2 separate regions of the Gossypium hirsutum genome follow, and region 1 is linked to region 2. Evidence: chromatin contacts called from public Hi-C data. All regions are on one chromosome and are shown on one strand. Each heading gives the region's core, a stretch centred on a gene start, on an enhancer-like site or on the middle of the called end of the contact. The rest is flanking DNA. Distances are from core to core; before and after follow the strand shown. Region 1 holds the start of LOC107888813 (60S ribosomal protein L6-1). Region 2 holds the start of LOC107938840 (squamosa promoter-binding-like protein 9).

Region 1 (3,200 bases), core at 250-2,749, 260 kb after region 2:
TAAGTCATTTGAGAATATTATTTTTTAAGTTTGAAACACTTGAAAATAAATTATACACATTTGATTGAATTTTGAAATTTTTTTTGGAAAATCGAAGCTAACATATAAGAATTTATCATATGTTTCAAATTAAATGTAAAGATCCATTACTATTTGAATGACGTTGAGAATTTTATCTGAGATAAACTTTCAAATTACACAATAAATTCAATTTGCAATGCAATACTAAAATTTTGGTTTGTTTTAATTATATATATGAAATTTTAATTCATTTTCACTTACTAGTGACATTAAGCAAAAAGATTAATTCATTTTCATCTTTGGCTAAATATTATTTTTGTACTTTAAATAATGAGAGGAGTCTGGTTCAAGGAAAGTAAAATTAGTTTTGTAATAGGATTATAATACAAAATTTATAGAGCAGAATGTCAAATATGTTACATTACCTTATTTGGATAATTTAGTTGAAGTATAGGATTCAAGTGTTTGTTTGACAAATTGTAAGATTATCTAAAAATACATATTACTAAATAGACCTTGTTATAGAATTTGTTTTTTTTTTTAACAAATTTAGTTTTTAATATTTTTTAGTCTCAATTCTCATAAAATTACGAATCATTGTAATTCTTATTTTGTATTACAATTTATATATTAATGAGTAACCATATGATGTTAAAGTAAATATATAATTATTAATTATAATAATTCATAAAAAAAATGATTGTATCATCAATCATATTAAAATAATTAATATACTAATAAATAAATCATCACAATAAATATAATATAACGTCTACTATTCCATTGTTAAGAAAAAAAAAGGAATTTTTATTTTTTAATTAGACTTGTTTTTTTCGAAAAAAAAGATTAAAGTGATTAAAACAATAAAAAATAAAGGATAAATTGATCTAAAATTTAAAATTACACTTATAAACTAAAATTATTTAAAAAAAAAAAGAGTTTTAATGAGATTGAACCTTATATAAGGATATCTTTATACTAATTGAGCATTACGAGGTGATTGGAATGGTTAGGAATGAAGCTAGTAGCATACGAGTATACAATAGTTGATAAAAATCAAAGTTAAACATGTAATTACACGAAATCAAAACATATGTATTTTTGAATAAGAAAATGTACAAACTTGAAAATTATTCTAACTATTATCGGGTAAAGTTAATTAATCCATTTTAAAAATCAAATATTAATTATCGGAAAGTAACCGGCCCCGCCGTTTTTGCTCAGTCGGGAGATATCATGGCTTTTAACCATGTGGTCGTGGGTTCGATTCCCACAGACGGCGTCTATTTTTTTGTTATTCCACTGCTCATTTTCGGCTGGTTATTTGGGCTTTCATTACTTTTGTTCTCGAAAACGGGAAAAGAATGTCTTTACGTCCAACAAAATTGGGCCATTATTTTGGATTGGATCATGCAATCAAGCCCAAACCCGAAAGTCAGTTGGAAACTGAATTCACCATAAAAAACCCTAATCACTTGGAGTCAATGAATGCATCGTTTAGACGCCTCACTGAACATCAGCATCAGAGCGTAAGGGTTTAGAGAAGAATATGGCGGCCAAAAGGAAGACCCCCGTCAAGTCCCGAAACCCAGATCTCATTCGTGGCGTCGGCAAGTATTCCAGGTCTAAGATGTACCACAAGCGTGGCCTTTGGGCCATCAAGGCCAAAAACGGCGGCTTTTTTCCCCGCCATGACCCCAAACCTAAGGTCCCCGCCTCCGCCGAGAAACCCCCCAAGTTTTACCCTGCTGATCATGTCAAGAAGCCCCTTCTCAACAAGCGCAAGCCTAAACCCACCAAGCTCAGGTTCTTCTCTCTAATCATTATTTATTTGTTTTGTAGATATTTTAGAAGTTGCTACTTTCTTAATGTTGGATCATTTTTTTGGGGGGTTTAATTTGTTTAGAGCAAGCATTACGCCTGGGACGGTGCTGATTTTGTTGGCTGGTAGATTTATGGGGAAGAGAGTTGTTTTCTTAAAGCAACTTCCTTCTGGGCTTCTTTTGGTTACTGGTAACCATTTTTATCCTCTAACTTTTGTTTCATTTGCTGAATGTTTATTTGGAATTTGTTTTATGGAATGATATTATAGATACTAGACCCATATCTGAAAATTTTATTTTAACAAATTTCATAAAATGATATAACAACCCAAGTATGCCAAAGTTGAATTATTAAAAATTATCCTGTTTTGGCTTCAAATTTCTTTATCTGCAAATATGTTTCTAGAATCTGTATGAAAAAGACAAATTGTCCTCAAAATAATCTCTATTCTTCTTAAAATAAGAGAGTTGAGACCCGGTTGAAGAGTACCACAGACTCGGTAAAAATGTACACCCTTGTGTTTGAGAAAGTTTCAAATCATGCTTAACTCTACTATTTTTTTTTTAATAATGTCAATATCTGTAGTATGGACTCTGAATGCTTGAACTGATGTTTTTTCTATTGCTGTATTTTGGCTTTGGTTCTACTTCTACTTATATGTTAGATTCTATCATAATATATCCTGTTTAACATTCAATGGTCTGGTGTTTAAGTGCTGCGATCGTGAAATCATAACCTGAGATTTACTTGTATGCTAACTGTTTTGGTATCTATGATTGCCTCTCCTGGCTTAAGGAGGAGGCTCGGTTATCATTACTTGTTGGTTGTTTGAATTTCATGCTTTGCTCATATGTGGGGAACTTGTTTTCATTGTAGGACCGTTCAAGATTAATGGCGTTCCTTTAAGGCGTGTGAACCAATCCTATGTCATTGCGACTTCCAGTAAGGTTGACATCTCCGGAGTTAACGTAGAGAAGTTTGATGACAAGTACTTTGCCAAGGAAGTAGACAAGAAAACGAAGAAGAGCGAAGGGGAGTTTTTTGAAGCTGAAAAAGAGGTTAGTTATATTGCATTTACTATTATATAAGCTTGTCATAATTAAGCAAATCTGATTTGAGTTCCTTTAATTTTATCGAAATGGTATAGGATAAGACGGAACTGCCAGAAGACAAGAAGGAAGATCAGAAATCTGTCGATGCCTCTTTAATAAAGTCCATCGAGGGAGTCCCAGACTTGAAGGCCTACCTTGCCGCAAGATTTTCGCTAAAGTCTGGCATGAAACCGCATGAACTTGTCTTCTAGAAGTAAGTTGTTAGCTAAGTGCTTTTACATTGGTGTTGTTTCGGTTTTTGAG
Region 2 (3,128 bases), core at 158-2,657:
AAGATTGTCTTTCATCTTTGGATCCTTATTCTTCCTTTTGTTTTTCTTTTTTATATTATTCAATTAAATTTGAAATTCTTACCTCCAACAAATAATGGGTCCATCAAAATAAATAAGCAATAAAAAATAGGAACCATTCTTTTACTTCCCTTTCATATATTCTAAAGATTTTACAATAGAAAAATGATTAAACGTTTAGATCCAATACTTACAATTACCATGTCTTTTGCCTTTAGACCCTAAATAGAAATTCTCTTTAACAATTAAAATAAAAAAAGGTCACTCTCAACTATAAGACATTAAAAAAAATAGTTTAATTACTAGTTGTCTTTCTGTCCCTTCAAGCTTTGTTGTACTTTTCTGGACATCGAAATTTTAGGGTTAAGAAATAGTAAAAATTTCTCTCCTACAGTTGTGAATTCGATTTTCACTCATATAAAATAATTTTAAAATTCTTGATTAATATTTATTTTTTAATAAATTTATAAAACGCAATAAAAAATCATTACTTAACAAAAACAGCACGTATTTTTATCGAATTCACTTTCCAAAATAATATCAAATGTTCTAAGTAAATTATAAATTAATTTTTTATTAAGTATATATATATTTAAAGGAAACAAGAAATTAAATTCCAGAAAAAAAATTACAACTTTTTTTATTCAGCTTCCCCAAATTTCATCAAGCAATAAGTAAACAGTGAAGCTTCACCTCTCCCAAATCTGGAAAGGATGAAAATAAAATAAAAACAAATTTAGGGAGAGACATTGGAAATTACAGTTTGCCATTGTCAGTGCTTCACTGCACAAAATCTGTTGCAGGATTTTTTAAACAGTGTCTCTTCACATCTTTTGATTGTACTAAACTAATACAATTAAGTGTCAATTTTTGGCCGTCACATCATTCTCTCACATAATACTCCTATAATATCCCATTATTAAAGTATTTTAAAACTTACTTTTAAGTAAAAGGTTAATGGATATTTTTTTTGTTTTTCATTATCTTTACTATATAAGTAAAAGATTTGGGAGGGCTACAAATGATAACGTAGTAATTATAGAATTTATTGCTAATTTATTCAAATATATATACAGTCATTTCTACAAAATAATGCCTCTTTCGAAAAGAGTAAAGGCCACTGTCAAATTCCATTTTCTTTTTAAATTATTATTTTATTTCACTTTTTTAAGTGACCGAGAGACTGAGAATAGAGTAGACTCTCCTTGCTGGCATGGGGTCAGTTTCAGTGTCAGGTGCCTAACTTTTAGCTTCAAGTTCTATTCAGATTATTGAAAATTAAATCCATTTACTAACATTTTGGTTTATTTTGATTGGGTGTTGTATATTGAGATAAGAAAAAAGAGTTTTTGTTTATCATTATTATTCATGACCCACGAAAAATAAAGAAAAAAGACCCCATGAACGGGCTGTAGGCAGGCAGAGCTCATGGAAATGGGTTCGGGCTCTTTGACAGACTCAGGTGGTTCTTCCTCCAACTCCTCCACTGAGTCACTCAACGGCTTGAAATTTGGTCAAAAAATCTATTTTGAGGATACATCAGCTGCTGGCACCGGTGGTGGTACGACCATGGGGACTCCACTCAAGTCAGGTATCGGGTCTTCAAGCTCATCCGGGTCGGGTAAGAAGGCCAGGGGTGGAGTGGTGCAAGGTGGTCAGCCTCCAAGATGTCAAGTAGAAGGGTGTAAAGTGGATCTGACTGATGCAAAAGCTTACTATTCAAGGCATAAGGTTTGTGGTATGCACTCTAAGGCAGCTAAAGTCATTGTTGCTGGTCTTGAGCAAAGATTTTGCCAGCAATGTAGCAGGTCTGCCTCCTCCATTTTGCTCCTTTCTTTTTCTTCCAATTTTCACCCTTTCCTTTGTAGTAGTAGTTCATTGAAGAGCTTGTAATGATTATTTTGTTAATTGTTATGAAAAGGGTCAGATTGTGGGTTCTTAGTACTTTGTGCTTGATGTTTTTGGTCCTTTGTGTTTGGATTTGCATGATGGAGATTATATTAGTGTAATATTTGGTTACTTATTTGGCTTTTGGCAACCTGTTTAGATTTTGCCACAATGTTGTATGGTCTGTTATTTAGGGACATATTTGGGAGGCTATTTAGTTGGAACTTGGTTCCATTTTGACACTGATCACTTCCTTTTGTGGTAATGAAGAGCATAGATTAGAATTTGTGGGATTATTGTGTGCTAATATGTCGTCAGATTATTAGTAGTTTAGGCATTGTATAAAATCGATGACCGATTTTAGAAATAGCAACCTACATTGACAGTTAAAATTAATTACTTCGAAACTGTTTAATTGTCTGCTTCATTATGCTGGAAAAAGGTGTTCCTTACATACTTGTTAGCAAAAAGAGGAATTATCCTTGGTTACATGCTCGACTGTTTCTCGTTCTTGTTGGGTTTGATTTTCCTTTGTGGTAGCATCTATCCAGATTTCATCAGCTTCCTGAATTTGACCAAAGGAAACGGAGTTGCCGTAGACGGTTAGCAGGTCACAATGAGCGACGGAGGAAACCACCACCGGGATCATTATTATCCTCTCGTTATATCCGGCTTTCTTCGTCTATTATCGGTTAGATTGTTGTCACATGTTGTTTTTGAAACTCTTCTTTGTATGGTAAATTGCAAGGGAATGACTTGCAGCTCCTGCTTTGTGTGTGAGAATTATGGTGTCCCCATTTGATGCTTATGATGCAGAAAGCAGCAGAGGTGGAAGCTTTATCATGGATTTCACAGCCTATCCAAGGCTTTCCAGAAGGGATGTGTGGCTAACATCAAGATCATCGGAACATGTACCGGGAAATCAATACACTGGAACAGGATGGTTGCTTCCACATCCATGTCAAAACAACTCAGAGAATCCTCCACCTAACCTTTACAGGCAGGAATTACCAGGGGGAACTGGTGTTCCTAGTGGCCGGATTCCTCCGGGAGAATGCTTCACGGGAGTTGTTGACTCAAACTGTGCTCTCTCTCTTCTATCAAATCAACCATGGGGCTTCAGAAATCAGGGATTGACTCTTGGGTTAAATGACATGATCAACTCCGAGCTTTGTTCAATGTCTCAACCAGCAATGCCTCATGGTGCAGTTACGAATCCTTAC

Evidence for each region. A called contact is a pair of places that touch in the nucleus more often than the background predicts.
Region 1: a contact with region 2 is called in a Hi-C map of leaf, with 3 times the contacts expected there. The contact joins the promoter of LOC107888813 here to the promoter of LOC107938840 in region 2. A contact is called at or near these places in 2 of 34 Hi-C or Micro-C datasets (both in leaf).

What each region holds. Positions count from the first base shown.
Region 1 is chrA01:54,668,048-54,671,247 of Gossypium_hirsutum_v2.1, forward strand. It overlaps LOC107888813 (60S ribosomal protein L6-1), which reads left to right and starts at 1,500. Exons shown (of 5, transcript XM_041111749.1): 1 at 1,500-1,827; 2 at 1,928-2,034; 3 at 2,722-2,903; 4 at 2,993-3,150. The coding sequence starts at 1,571. The coding sequence ends at 3,148. TRNAK-UUU (transfer RNA lysine (anticodon UUU)) reads left to right here and starts at 1,231; the gene lies at 1,231-1,303.
Region 2 is chrA01:54,403,349-54,406,476 of Gossypium_hirsutum_v2.1, forward strand. LOC107938840 (squamosa promoter-binding-like protein 9) reads left to right here and starts at 1,408. Exons shown (of 3, transcript NM_001327421.1): 1 at 1,408-1,826; 2 at 2,457-2,596; 3 at 2,722-3,128. The coding sequence starts at 1,447.